2 separate regions of the Anas platyrhynchos genome follow, and region 1 is linked to region 2. A link is a contact called in public Hi-C data. All regions are on one chromosome and are shown on one strand. The core of a region is the stretch at or near the end of the contact, and the rest is flanking DNA. Distances in the headings are between cores, read along the strand shown. Region 1 holds the start of LOC101797262. Region 2 has its middle 17 kb from the start of TEKT4.

What was found. Hi-C and Micro-C count contacts between places; a contact is called where the count stands out from the background.
Region 1: a contact with region 2 is called in a Hi-C map of skeletal muscle, with 3 times the contacts expected there. The contact joins the promoter of LOC101797262 here to the enhancer-like site in region 2. A contact is called at or near these places in 2 of 8 Hi-C or Micro-C datasets (skeletal muscle and subcutaneous adipose tissue).

What each region holds. Positions count from the first base shown.
Region 1 is chr15:18,325,951-18,331,774 of IASCAAS_PekinDuck_T2T, reverse strand. LOC101797262 reads right to left here and starts at 2,715. Exons shown (of 20, transcript XM_072023810.1): 1 at 2,628-2,715; 2 at 2,073-2,204; 3 at 1,696-1,825; 4 at 1,441-1,534; 5 at 434-584; 6 at 1-43. The coding sequence starts at 2,712.
Region 2 is chr15:17,884,014-17,889,790 of IASCAAS_PekinDuck_T2T, reverse strand. No RefSeq gene overlaps it. Among named protein-coding and RNA genes, the nearest start is that of TEKT4, 17 kb to the right of the region's middle. Within about 2 kb of position 2,065, at least 4 of the 8 cell types and tissues checked have an H3K27ac peak or open chromatin away from gene starts, as enhancers often do. A contact at or near this core is called in subcutaneous adipose tissue, where this site is marked.

The DNA.
Region 1 (5,824 bases), core at 1,466-3,965, 440 kb before region 2:
TATTCCACAGAAAGTTCCTGGATAAAATTTATTAGAAGATTTCCTAAGAGGGCAGGCAGAGACGTAAAACTGTTAGTGCATCCATTTTCTTCAAAACTAAAAGAAACAGCAAGACATTCATAGGTACCCTGTGCGAAGTGTTTGTCAAATCCCCTGCATGCAATCTTAATGGCCAGGCATGCTTTGGTGCTTCTTCCAGGGGGAGAAAAGTAGGAAGCAAAAAAACAGAACTGCAGATCTGTCTGTTCCACAAATGGCCCAGGAAAGGGATAGCAGAGAAAAGTTGCTACCTAAATAATTCACCAGGCCTTTGCAAGGACAGCTATAGTCCAGACAAGCAGTCCTCATAGATTTTAAGTATCATCGAGCCACAGAATGAGCAAACACAGCCAGCCACAGGTCTCCCAAGACAGTGTAAGTGCACTATGCTTACCACCATGCCGAAGGTCTGCATCTATTTCTGTGAGCTCCAATTTGAACATTACAAGAACACCAGCCAAGGCAAAATCACGCTGTTCCTTCCAGAATTTGCTTTTGTTATGTGCGTTGCAGTGACAGAGGGAAGAGGTCGTCCAATTCTGGCACTATTTCATGAAAAGGGAAAGACAGGGATAAGTTTTTTTTTTCTCCTCCCAAGTTAAGCAGACAAAAAGTTGTTCCTCCAACTCAGTGAAGGACTAGAATTCATTTCATGCTTTACAGAGCTAGTCAAAGCACAAGGAGGTATTCTGACAGCTGAGGCAAGAGACCAATGCAGCAATAGCTTGCTACCGTGGCTTTAAAAGCAGGAAAAAAAAGACAGGTCCTCCCTCTCCCCACAGTTTTACCCTCATTAACGAACACCTTACAGGCAGTTAGGCTTCACACCCTCCCCCTTGTAAACTGGTAACAGAACGTTGTTTTTGCATGTTTAGCCCAACTTTACTCACAAAGTAAAGTTTGCTGAATTCTAAAAAACAAAAGCAAAGCAAAGGAGAGATACACAAAAGATCCCTCCCCCTAAAACAAAACGAGTCACACCAGAGAAACAAACAAACAGAACAAAACAATGCTCCCCCCTACTTCGCCCCCTACACTTTGGTTAGGAATATCTAAAGTTTGACCTTTGCCTAGGGCAGTGAGAAACAGTCTGATTTAGTGCAATGATTCCATGAAATACACCATGTGCCCAAGGAAAAGAGGAGGTACATTTGTTTTTTATCAAATGAACATCTACTCCAACAACTTACTGGACTACTAGAAATAAATACAGACACTGGCCATGTGTTTAGCGCTGTGAAGCTGACTGAGATGAACATTTAGAAGAGGAAATGTTAAAATAATCAAATTTAAGTTCTGTTTATTGTTTTAGTGTGCATAAGAGTGATGTCTTTTAAAGACTTCAGGAATTCAGTTTACTCAAAGTTGTGCATTTTTTTTTTTACTACAGTTCTTCCTTACCTCAGAAGCCAGTTTATCACAAATGTAGCAGTAGCACTGACTACAAAAATCAGCATTTTTTCCAAGGGGCGAGCACGTATCACATTCCATTCTCCTGCACAGTTAAAAAACAGACCATTACTTACAGAGCTGGCTGTGCCCTTATCCAACTCTTTCTGCTTGTTAGCTGTTCAAATGCTAACAAGGTTACTTGACAAGTTGGCTTAAATGTAGGAAAGGAAAGCCCCATATCATCCTCCATATCAGCGAACATACTCAAACGGGTGTATTGTACAGTCGTATCTGGCGTGGGGCATCACATTTGCTTGTTTACAGAATGTAACCATGAGGTCACATTCCTCGTCTACAACCTCTTCAGTTTTCTCCTCTTCCACGGCGGTCTTTTCTGTATAAACGAGAAAAAAGTCTAAATGAGTAGAGAGGTAACTACAACTCGACAACAAAGTCATCAGCTACTAAGAGTTATTCTTTGAAACAATAAGGTGCAAGTTTTCTTATGGTTGCATATGGTGCAAATGGCACACAGGAATAGGAAAAAAGACTTGCACATGCTATCCAAAGACAGGTAGGAGAGGCTTTCACAGACTTGTTTTGTGAGAACTTTCACAGGTGAGCAGGAGCCCAATGCCTACCTGAGGGGTCTACCAACAGAACCGAAGTCCCAAGCGTGCTCTCAGCTTCGTCATCGCTGATGAGGATCACACCCTGCTCCTCCTCCCCCTTTGAGGACCCCATGGTTGCCAAAGCTCGAAGGAAGCACCACGCTGCTGGGCAGCAAGCAGGACACAAAGCTCGCCCCTACTGCCCTCGGAAACACCCCAAAACGCCTCCCCCAAAGCCCCCAACCCCTCAGAACCGCCCTAGAGACGGCGCCACCCAGCCCTTACCACAACCAACAGCCCCCAAAACCTCCACTTTTCCACCCAAACCTCAACGAGGAGGAAGGGAGGGACAAAATAAAGGGCACAGGAGGGCGGGAGCTGCCCCCCTTTGGCGGGACCACCGCCACTCACCGCCCCCAGGCCCCGCAGGCCGCCCCCACCTCACGACCCCCCCCCCCAGGTCCCCACCGCGCTCCTCAGCGTCCCGCCGGGCCCCGCCACTCTTTGAACCCCAAACCGCTTCCGAGGCGGCGACCCCATGAGGGCAGCCCGCCCTGAAGCCGTCCGCGCTACTTCCGCCCTCACAGCGGGTTGGGAATGGCTGGGAGGGCAGTGAGGGGCCGCCATCTTTGTTGTGGGCAAGGGGGGTGTCCCTCATGCCTAGGGGCATGGCTGGCCCCCTGGTGGAATAAATCCCTAATAAACCCCTCGTCCTTCACAGCAAGGAGAGGGGGACAGGAATCATGGCAGGGTGTGATCCTGCAGGGCCCTGTGGTGTGCGAGGTGCTGTCTGAGGGAAGGGGGAGGCCGCCTTTCACGCCTCATGGCAGCCTCCTTTTGGATCTAATTTACTTACTTTATATTTAAAGACACCCGTGGTGTCTCCTTTTGGGGGTCTCCGTGACTGAACCCCACAGATGTGGCCCCAAACACCACACACACAGTGAAAAAGTCGCTTCCCTTCCAGCCAGGCCCAGCATCCACCATCACGGCAGCTGCTCACGGAGCTTTGCTGCTTTGGGCATCACCAAAATGTATTTTTTTTTTTTTTTTTTCTGGAAAAATCCCAGGGCAGATTTCTCCTGCTGCAAACCCAGCAGGTGATGAGCAAGATGCCCACGTCCAGCAGATGTTTGGGATTTCCCAGGAACACTAGATGGTACCAGAGCTCCACACTGAGGCCCCGGCAAGCATCAGCCTGTGGGACCAAAAGTGCCTCAAAAGTGGAAATTCTGATACACAGGAAGCTGAAGATGTAAAGCTGCAATATATTCATAAGCTGTTGGCAAAATAATCGCCTTTTCTATGGGAAAAAGCAGATAGGGTAATTGTGAATGAAATAAGGACACTTTTCATGTTTTCAGGACAAGCATAACAGTACTGTTGGTTAAAAATTATCAGCAAACAGAAGGTATTACAGAACCTTTTAGGAGAGCATTTGAGGACTAATACCCATGGAATGGAAATTTTTCATTACTAGTAGTTAGTAGTACAAGGAAAACCTAGGAAGTATTTTAATTTAAGCTGAAACTGCTGTTAATTCATAAAAATGTGGTACTTTTCTGGTATTGTTAATAATAAAAATTATTGAAACAACACTTGGAATATGATTATCTTTTTTCTGTAAGAGGCTGCACACGTTTCAACATGCTGCTTGAAATATTAATGCATTAAAAATGCCTTCCTGCAAATGAATATTTATTCTATGGATAATCTTTAATGTCTTCATAGCTTTCAACACATTTGGGCAAAGTGTTTCAAGTTTCTGTGCTTACAATGAAAAATTTAAACCCGACACCTAAATAGGTGGCCCGATTTCAGCTGCGTGGAGCACTTTCTGCGGAGCCATCATTTCCCTCACATAGTTGCCTCTGTAGCATGACAGCGTTTTAACAGCCCAAAGTAACTCAACACAGCAATTTAGGTGATGAAATGAAGTATTGAGATAGCAAGGAGAAATAATAAAGGCAGAACTGGCACCTGGCCAGCAGAATTTTTCTGAATACTCCGCTCTCATGCAGAAGTCCTGGGAGATGATCTTATGGCCAAATATGGTCAGGACTCAGCGCTGTGTTTCATCCAAAACACAGCAACACTGGTGTTTCCTCTCTTTCCAGATGAAGAGTTGGCGTCGGCGTCCTATTTTTAGTGGTGTGGGTGTAAAGTATGTTGGTTAAATTTTGTATCGCCTCAGCTCAGTCTGCTTTGCCACGCAGCGTTTCATGCCCAGACCTAGCAAAGCTTGAGGTCTGGGACTGACACCACAGGCTTTATGGTCTTCATCTCGTAGGTCAGTGACTTTTGTGTTTTGGGTGAAGAGACAGCTCTCCTGCTCCTTGAGCCCATAAGCCAGACTCAGCTCTCCATCCTGTGCCAAGGCAGAACAATGAGAAAGCATCTGGTGAACTCCCATGGCCACAGCGACAGGACTGTATAATACCCCTGATTTAGGCTGGTATTCAGTGCATTTCAATTCCAACACACCTGGAAATGCAACCGTATTCTCTTCTTATTGTTGCACATGAGAGAAGCAGCTTTCCCATCCCTTCAGAGCACTGACTGCTTTGCTGTGCACTTGCCCCTGCCCTTTCTGTGCAAAGGCAGCAGGAACCTTGTTCTGCTGCTTGCTGGGGCTTGGCACAGCATGGGCTTGTGTTTGTCAGGTGCCTGGAATGGGAATAAAGATTTACATAGGTGTATATTTGGGAACAACTGGTAGCCTCGAAATAAAGAAGTGGAATATAGGCAACAATTAGCATCAGGCTGGGAAGTGAAACCTTCAGGGAGGAATGGAGCAGTCTGGACCAGGTCAAGGTTTAACTGAAGATGCAGAAGACTTCAGCTCAATGGGAGTGGGCTGCTTGGGACTAGGGGAATGGATTTCTACCACTGGCTCCTGAAGTAGAGGTGGAATTCCTCTCTGACCGCAACAGCAGAGCTGTAGAGCAAACAGACCATTAAAACATCCATTCCAAATATATATATATATATATATATATATTCACGTCCCATTTATATTTACTGCTGCTTCATTCTGTTGAAAGTCAAAGGCCCATTTGTATCCGATGAAAGGCTTGGGATAGATCAGTCGGCTGGAAAAGGCTCAGAGGATTGAAACCTACAATTCCCCTCGGGCGAGTGCTAATCCATCAGCCTGCTGCGCCCGAGCAAGGTGCCGCAGATCCGTGCCGGCACCGCCAGCTGACTCCTGCCTCACGCTCGTTGGCCCCAAAAAGGATGTTCAGTGCTAGAGCTGTGAAAGAGATTCTCCTAACGGAGCTGCTGGGAAAAGGCTTGCGGTCATTTCCAGCTACCTTTGGCGTCTCGGCAGAGCCGTCACCTCTGTTACGGGCAAACTTTCCGCGGTGACTTGAAGGCGGTCCCCCCTCCCCTTGATCTTTGAAGTGCCTCTGAGCGCATTGCAATGGGCTGACGAAGTGTCGTCTGTTGTGTGGCAGCAGCGCTGCTCGGGTTTCGTACGGAAACGAGGCTTACGTGGTTATAATGTGTGCCTGAGTGAATGACGGGCCCTCTTCGTGTCCAGAAGTCACCGAGGTGGGAGGGAGCCATCCTTGCTCTCCAAAAGCCAAGATCCAAGAGGGAGGGCTGAAAAAAAAACAAGCCTCACTGTGCAGGAGAAAAAGAATGGTACCAGAGCAAGGGAAACACACGTTAGCTGCTCTGTACCTCTGTCTAAACCAGACCAAGCTTTTCCTTGAACCCTGGTCTTGTGAGGAAATAAGATTCGTGTGGTGACAGCCCATGTATGAGTGCAGCCCTGG
Region 2 (5,777 bases), core at 816-3,315:
TTCCTGCAGGATGCTCCCTCACATGCACTGCAACGCTTTCCCCTCCTTCAGCACCCACGTACTGCTATGGGGCAGGGCTAGGGTATCAGGAGGAGGTGACAGCCGTGACACACCAAGGTGAATTTAGAACAAAAATCCTCTCATTTTCTGCCTTGCAGATGTGCCTGTGCATCCCAGGCTGTGCTCATCAGGCCGTTCTGTCTGGCCACTTCTTTAAAAATAATAATAATAAAAAAAAAAAATCTTGGGAAATGTAATTTCATTGCCAAATGAAGTTACTCCCAAGTGTTTCTACTTTCTTGGTGCATATGGGTTATTGCCACCATTGTCACATTGCAGGAACAGCACTAGAAGAAAGACACTGAAATAATCCCGTATTGCTACACTGGGGTTGCACCTCCCTGTGCCAACTGGCGCTGGATCCAGCATTCAGGTACTCACTTCCCAGGGATTTTGGTGGGACGTGGGGAAAAATGAGCCCATATTTGAAGTACACGGGCAATAAGGCCCCATAATGCCACAGATTTACTCACATTAGCAGGATTGCAAACCAAAAGGAGTCTGGCTCCTCATGCTTCAGGACTGAGCTCACACAAGGCAGACCAGCTCTCATGGTGTTGGTGCTGACTTGGGGATGCTGCTGGGACTGGGGGCACTGGGTGCCAGGGCTGGGGGTGCTGGGTGCTGGGGCTGGCCAGGACAAGGTTCTGGGAGGTCAGGGTGCAGCATCAGTGGCGTGGATTTGCGCTGCGTTGGCTGGGTGCCTGCCAGCTCTGCCACAGTCATCGGCTGGGGAAAGCGTCAGATTTGCCTACTTTAAGTCTTTGTTTTATTGAAGGAGACAGCTGCGTACGGGCTTGCATCATCAGCTCTGGAGACACGGAGACCTTGTAAAAGCCATTCTTGCCTGTAAAGCAAACTGAGCGTGTAACAGCTCCAGTGACCAGATCGTGTTGGCACAGCCACCTCAGAGGGGTGCAGAGCAAGGAGTGTGGGAGGATGGAGAGGTTTAATCCTTCCCAGCACAGGTTTTAGGGGAGGGAGCACAGATCCTGGAGAAGTTTCCATTCTAGACTCACGAGGCAGGAAGCAATAATCTGAAATTAATTAAACATATGAGCTCGCTCGCTCAGCTTTACCATCACTCAGCGTAAGCTGGGCTACGAAGGCAAAGCTCTTCCTTCCTGGTTTATGGAAGCCAGTAGAGGCTTACACAAGGCTTTATAGGTTTTTCTATGAAGCACTCATTAAGTTGCGCTGAGAATATTCTCAGCAACTGGTGCCTCGGTCCAGCACTTGATGTGAAGCCCACAGCCCTGCACCTCCACCAGGCCAGCACTGCTCCCTGTGCCAGAGGCAGCGAGCAAAGCATCCTCTGCTGGAAGTGTAAAAAAGCTGCTTGCTGTGTGAGCGCTGAAGCAGACCTGCCGGCTCTCTGGTTTTTGGCAAAAGACTTGGATCAGCTTTTAATGGTCACCCACTGCCAGGTTTCCAGACAAGTGACCACCATGCAGAAAAAGTCTCCCAGACTTTCGCAGAAAGCACAGCGCCGTTTTACAACCCAAATGGCCTTCGCAAAAATAAATTGGACTTTGCAGACTGAGATAGATGCATGCAGCCCCACATTAATCTCTTGCACGCTTGAACCCATTCGGATTTTAAAAGCCTCTCCTATGAAGAGCTCATACACTGCAGCAATCATAAAAATGATCTTCTATTTGCAAGGCCCAAAGGCAATGCTTAATCATGAGCCCGTATCTGAACAAGGCACTCCATCATTACGGGCTAAGTGTATGAAATGGAAATACAGCCAAGGACTTGGGTGGATTTCAATTTATCCGCTGTGTGATCCTGCTCTGCAGTTCTCAGCCCTGTGGACGCTGCCACCTGGGCGTGCTGGAGGCTGCAGCGGGCAGCTCGGTGCGCTGGTGGGCTCATGCTGCTGCAGATCATTTTCTTGCCTAGCAAACGAAACAGCCCCAAAACACAAACCCTCCAGAGTCCTGCGTCACTTACTGAAGCCTCTGCCCAGCCTTCTCCTTCAGGGAAGGCAGCTAGGATGCAATGTGCAGCCTCGCCCTGCTGCTCTGCCCATCCTGCCTCCCCCCCGGCCGCTGAGCAGCCTTGACTCAGCCCTGGCTGGGTCAATTCCCTCTAGCAATGATTCACCAGTTAACAGGCTCTCAAAAGGAGCTGGTTAAGGGAGGAAAAACTACAAACATTTAAAAATAAAGAGAAGCTCTTACATTCAGTCTCCACGATTTTGTCACCTTCTGCCATTCCATGTCTGGGACAAACCCCATTGTTTTTTGCTCAATCTCTGAACATGGTTTAAACAATCTGCACGGTATTTTGAAGAAGAACCATCCTGTTACCCCTCTTTTCCATTTTCTCTCGGAAATGGACATGACATGAATCACTTGGGCAGCAATTCATGGTCCAGACATTGCTGCCACAACCGGCGGCCAGCACCGAGCTCCACCAGAGTCCTGCTGACTCAAGTGCCCCGTGTGGTTGCACCGTGCTCTCTGCAAGTCCAGGAGGGATTGGGGAAATGTCTACACAAGAAGGAAAGCTCCAGCCCACATCCGCACAGCTACAGCTAAGTAAGAGCTGATTACAGCCCCATGACTGCCAGGGACTGCGTTGTTTTCCCTGGGCTGCCGGGAAGCCTCATCCTGGCAGGCAGACTGAGAGGAGCAGCCACTCTCCTCCTGGAGGCACCCCCGGCTTTGTGGAGACATCTTCAACCATCCTGAACACTCAGAACAAACAATGGGAAGTTCATCAACCCCTTTACAAGCTGCTCTCAACGCTTGGGGCTGCTCCGTGGCTCTGCCACCCTGCCTGTCTGCTCTCCCCTAAAAAAGCCCAGACCGGCAAATGGGGACTTTCTGCCAGAGGCACTGACAACTTTCAGTCCTCTGGGGGGGCCTGGCTTCCACCCAGGAAGCCAAAGGGTAACAATTTTCCACCTCTTTGCTGCTCTCTGCTCCCTCAACCCATCCTTTGGCAATGAAGCCAAGAGCAATGCATGATTTGCAGATCGGGGTTGTTTTGCTGGCACAATGCATTTTGTTTACAGCTCTTGAAATACAAAAACAGAAGCCTGAGAGCATTTTCGCGGCTATAGCCTGTGCCTGATTCACGTGGAGGGGAGCTACAAAGCTTTCTGATTCCTCCCTCAGTTTTGCAGCTTGATTTTATCCTTGGGATAAAGCTGGTGTCACAAAATGCCAGGAACTGGCTGAAGAGAGCCCACATCCTGTCTCTTTCTGGACATATCTCAGTTGTCTTGGTGCTGCTTTGGTTTAAACAAAATAAAACCCCTTGATTTGAAAGAGATCTCTGTCCCATAGCGTGGAAGGTCACTGGCAGAATTTTGAATTTTTAAAGGATAAAACAATGAAGGTTTCTAAGAAATAAGTCTGGAATTTCTACCCATCTTCAGAGTTATTTCCTTTCTAGATTTTTTTTACAAATCTCCTGAATTACTCCATGGCAAACATTTCCGTTTTCCTGATTAACTGCATGACTATGTGAAAAGGTCATTCACTTTTTCTCCTCTGTCATTATTTTTATATAAATCCTCCAAGAAGCAGTAATAAAATACTTAATCTTCCTATTGCTTTTAAAGAGAAACAATTTCTTTACCCTCAATGGCATTTTTCCTGAGGATTTCATCCTCTCCTGCTGCTGTTGCATGCTTGGGGTGCCCAGTCTTGGTGACACTGCAGTCAAAAAGCAGTTGACACTGCAGCAAATTGCCCCCATCCATACCCCAGTTTGGAGCTGTCATCCTCCTAAGCATTTGGGGTAAAATCCACCTCTGCAGCAGGGCATTACTGCAGCAGTTGATTTTGCTCACAACGTAACAGTAATGTCTTGGATCATGAAAAAGTATAAGTTTCCTAATTCCAATCAAAACCCATGGGATTCAAATATTGACTTAGGAGCCAGGTGTCCCAATATATTTATCAACTTGGGCTTGCTTCAGACAGGATTTTTTTACTGTCCAGGCCTCCTAAATTCTCAAGAAGTACCTACCCCCTCTAACTTCCAATTCTCCCTTTTTTTTTTTTTTCCTTCTAAGAAAGCGGAAGAGGGACTTGTAGGACCGAGGTGCATGTGCCTGGCATGTGGTACAAAGCAGAACACCCCCAGTACCCACGACTTTTTGAAACAAGGATGCTGGAGTGAGGTTGTCATAGAAACAACTGCATTCATCACCCAGAGAGCAGTAAAACCAGGCTGGGGTTCCCTGTTCAGGGATGGAGGCAGGAAGGATGCAAACCTGAGGGGCCTGCCACTCCTTTTGAGACAACAGGCACTTTTGGGAACTAAAGGCACTCAACATCTCAGAGGATGAGCTCCTTTTCCCATGCACTGTGAGTGTTTTGGTCTCAGTGAAGACATTACAAGTCATGATGCCTGCTCCTCTGAGCAGGCCAAGCGTGGCAGGCCCAGGGCAGCCTTTCTTCAGGAAATCTTTCTTCGAAGGAACCAACACAAAATCATTCAATGAGAAACTGTAATAGTCATCTGTGTGGTGAGGAGCGTGTTCCCAGGGAAGGGAGAGCACAAAGCCTGTACTAACAGAGCGTGGAGCAAGCAGACGCTGCAGGGCTGTGTGCTGAAGGCAGCCTTCCTCGCTGCTCCCCTCTGTTTAATTGTGGTCTCGAGTGTTGATTTAATAGCTTGAATGACAACGCATCACAGCACAGTTTGTTCACAATCTAGATAGGTACCTGGGCACATGAAGTATTTTCCATCCATTAACTTCATGAATGTTGATTATGAACAGGAGAAGAACAAATGACAAATAGAGGGTGGCTATTTTCCAAATATATGGTAAGAAAATTTCAAGATGATTAAGTTCACTGAATGTTAGTTAGTTAATAAATAATATCCAATGATGCTATTAATGTCAAGCCCAGCTCAAGCTGTTTGTTCACGGACTTATTAGCTGCACTGACCTTTCCCTATTCAGACAAATCTCCTCCTGCTCATTCACCTGGGATTTGTTTCTCAATGATACAAAGACCCTGCTGCCACTTTGGACGTGGAAAATGGGGTGTAACAGATGGAAATAGGGCCTGGGGTATGCTGAGTGCTGTGTTCCGGAGCCTGCCAAGGCTTGTGCCAGGCCGGGGGCAGGACTTTGTGGGCTCCCCTCCGGGACCACTGCCCAGCCCGCCGTGCCCAGGGCCCACCATGTCCTGCTTGTCCTCCTCATGAGAGCTCAGCAGCTGAGAAGAGCATCGCAGACTGTCACGGCAGGTAGCAAGGAGCCCGTGGAGCCAGAGTGCGGCCTGGCTACCAGCTACATCCCATGCGCAGCGCAGGGCACTAATGAGTGCCGTGCGTGGCCATAAAGTCGTTACCGTGACTTTTATTACTGCCAAGACTGATGTTGGGATGCAATTTGCTTAGAGTGGCCAGCAGATCTAAGAGACTACTTAGAAATTACTGGAAAAAAGTGCTCAGGAACAGATTTTAAAATAATTTCCTCTTCCCTGCAGGTTATCTTTGCAATTACACCGCAAATTGCCTCGAACAGAATCTTGGAAGACAATAGAAGAAAACTTGTTGTGTTCAGATCATTTCTTTAGGACACGTCTGGTGTTACTGGCTGTCCTTGTGGCTTTTTACTACACAGGCTCTTAAAAATCAGTATTTTAAGTAGGCTCTGTTTGTGTCGAGTGTCAGGGGCCCAAAGAGGAGAAAGATACTTCTGAAGATTCCTACCTGAACATCTCAGTGCTGGTGTCTGCCTC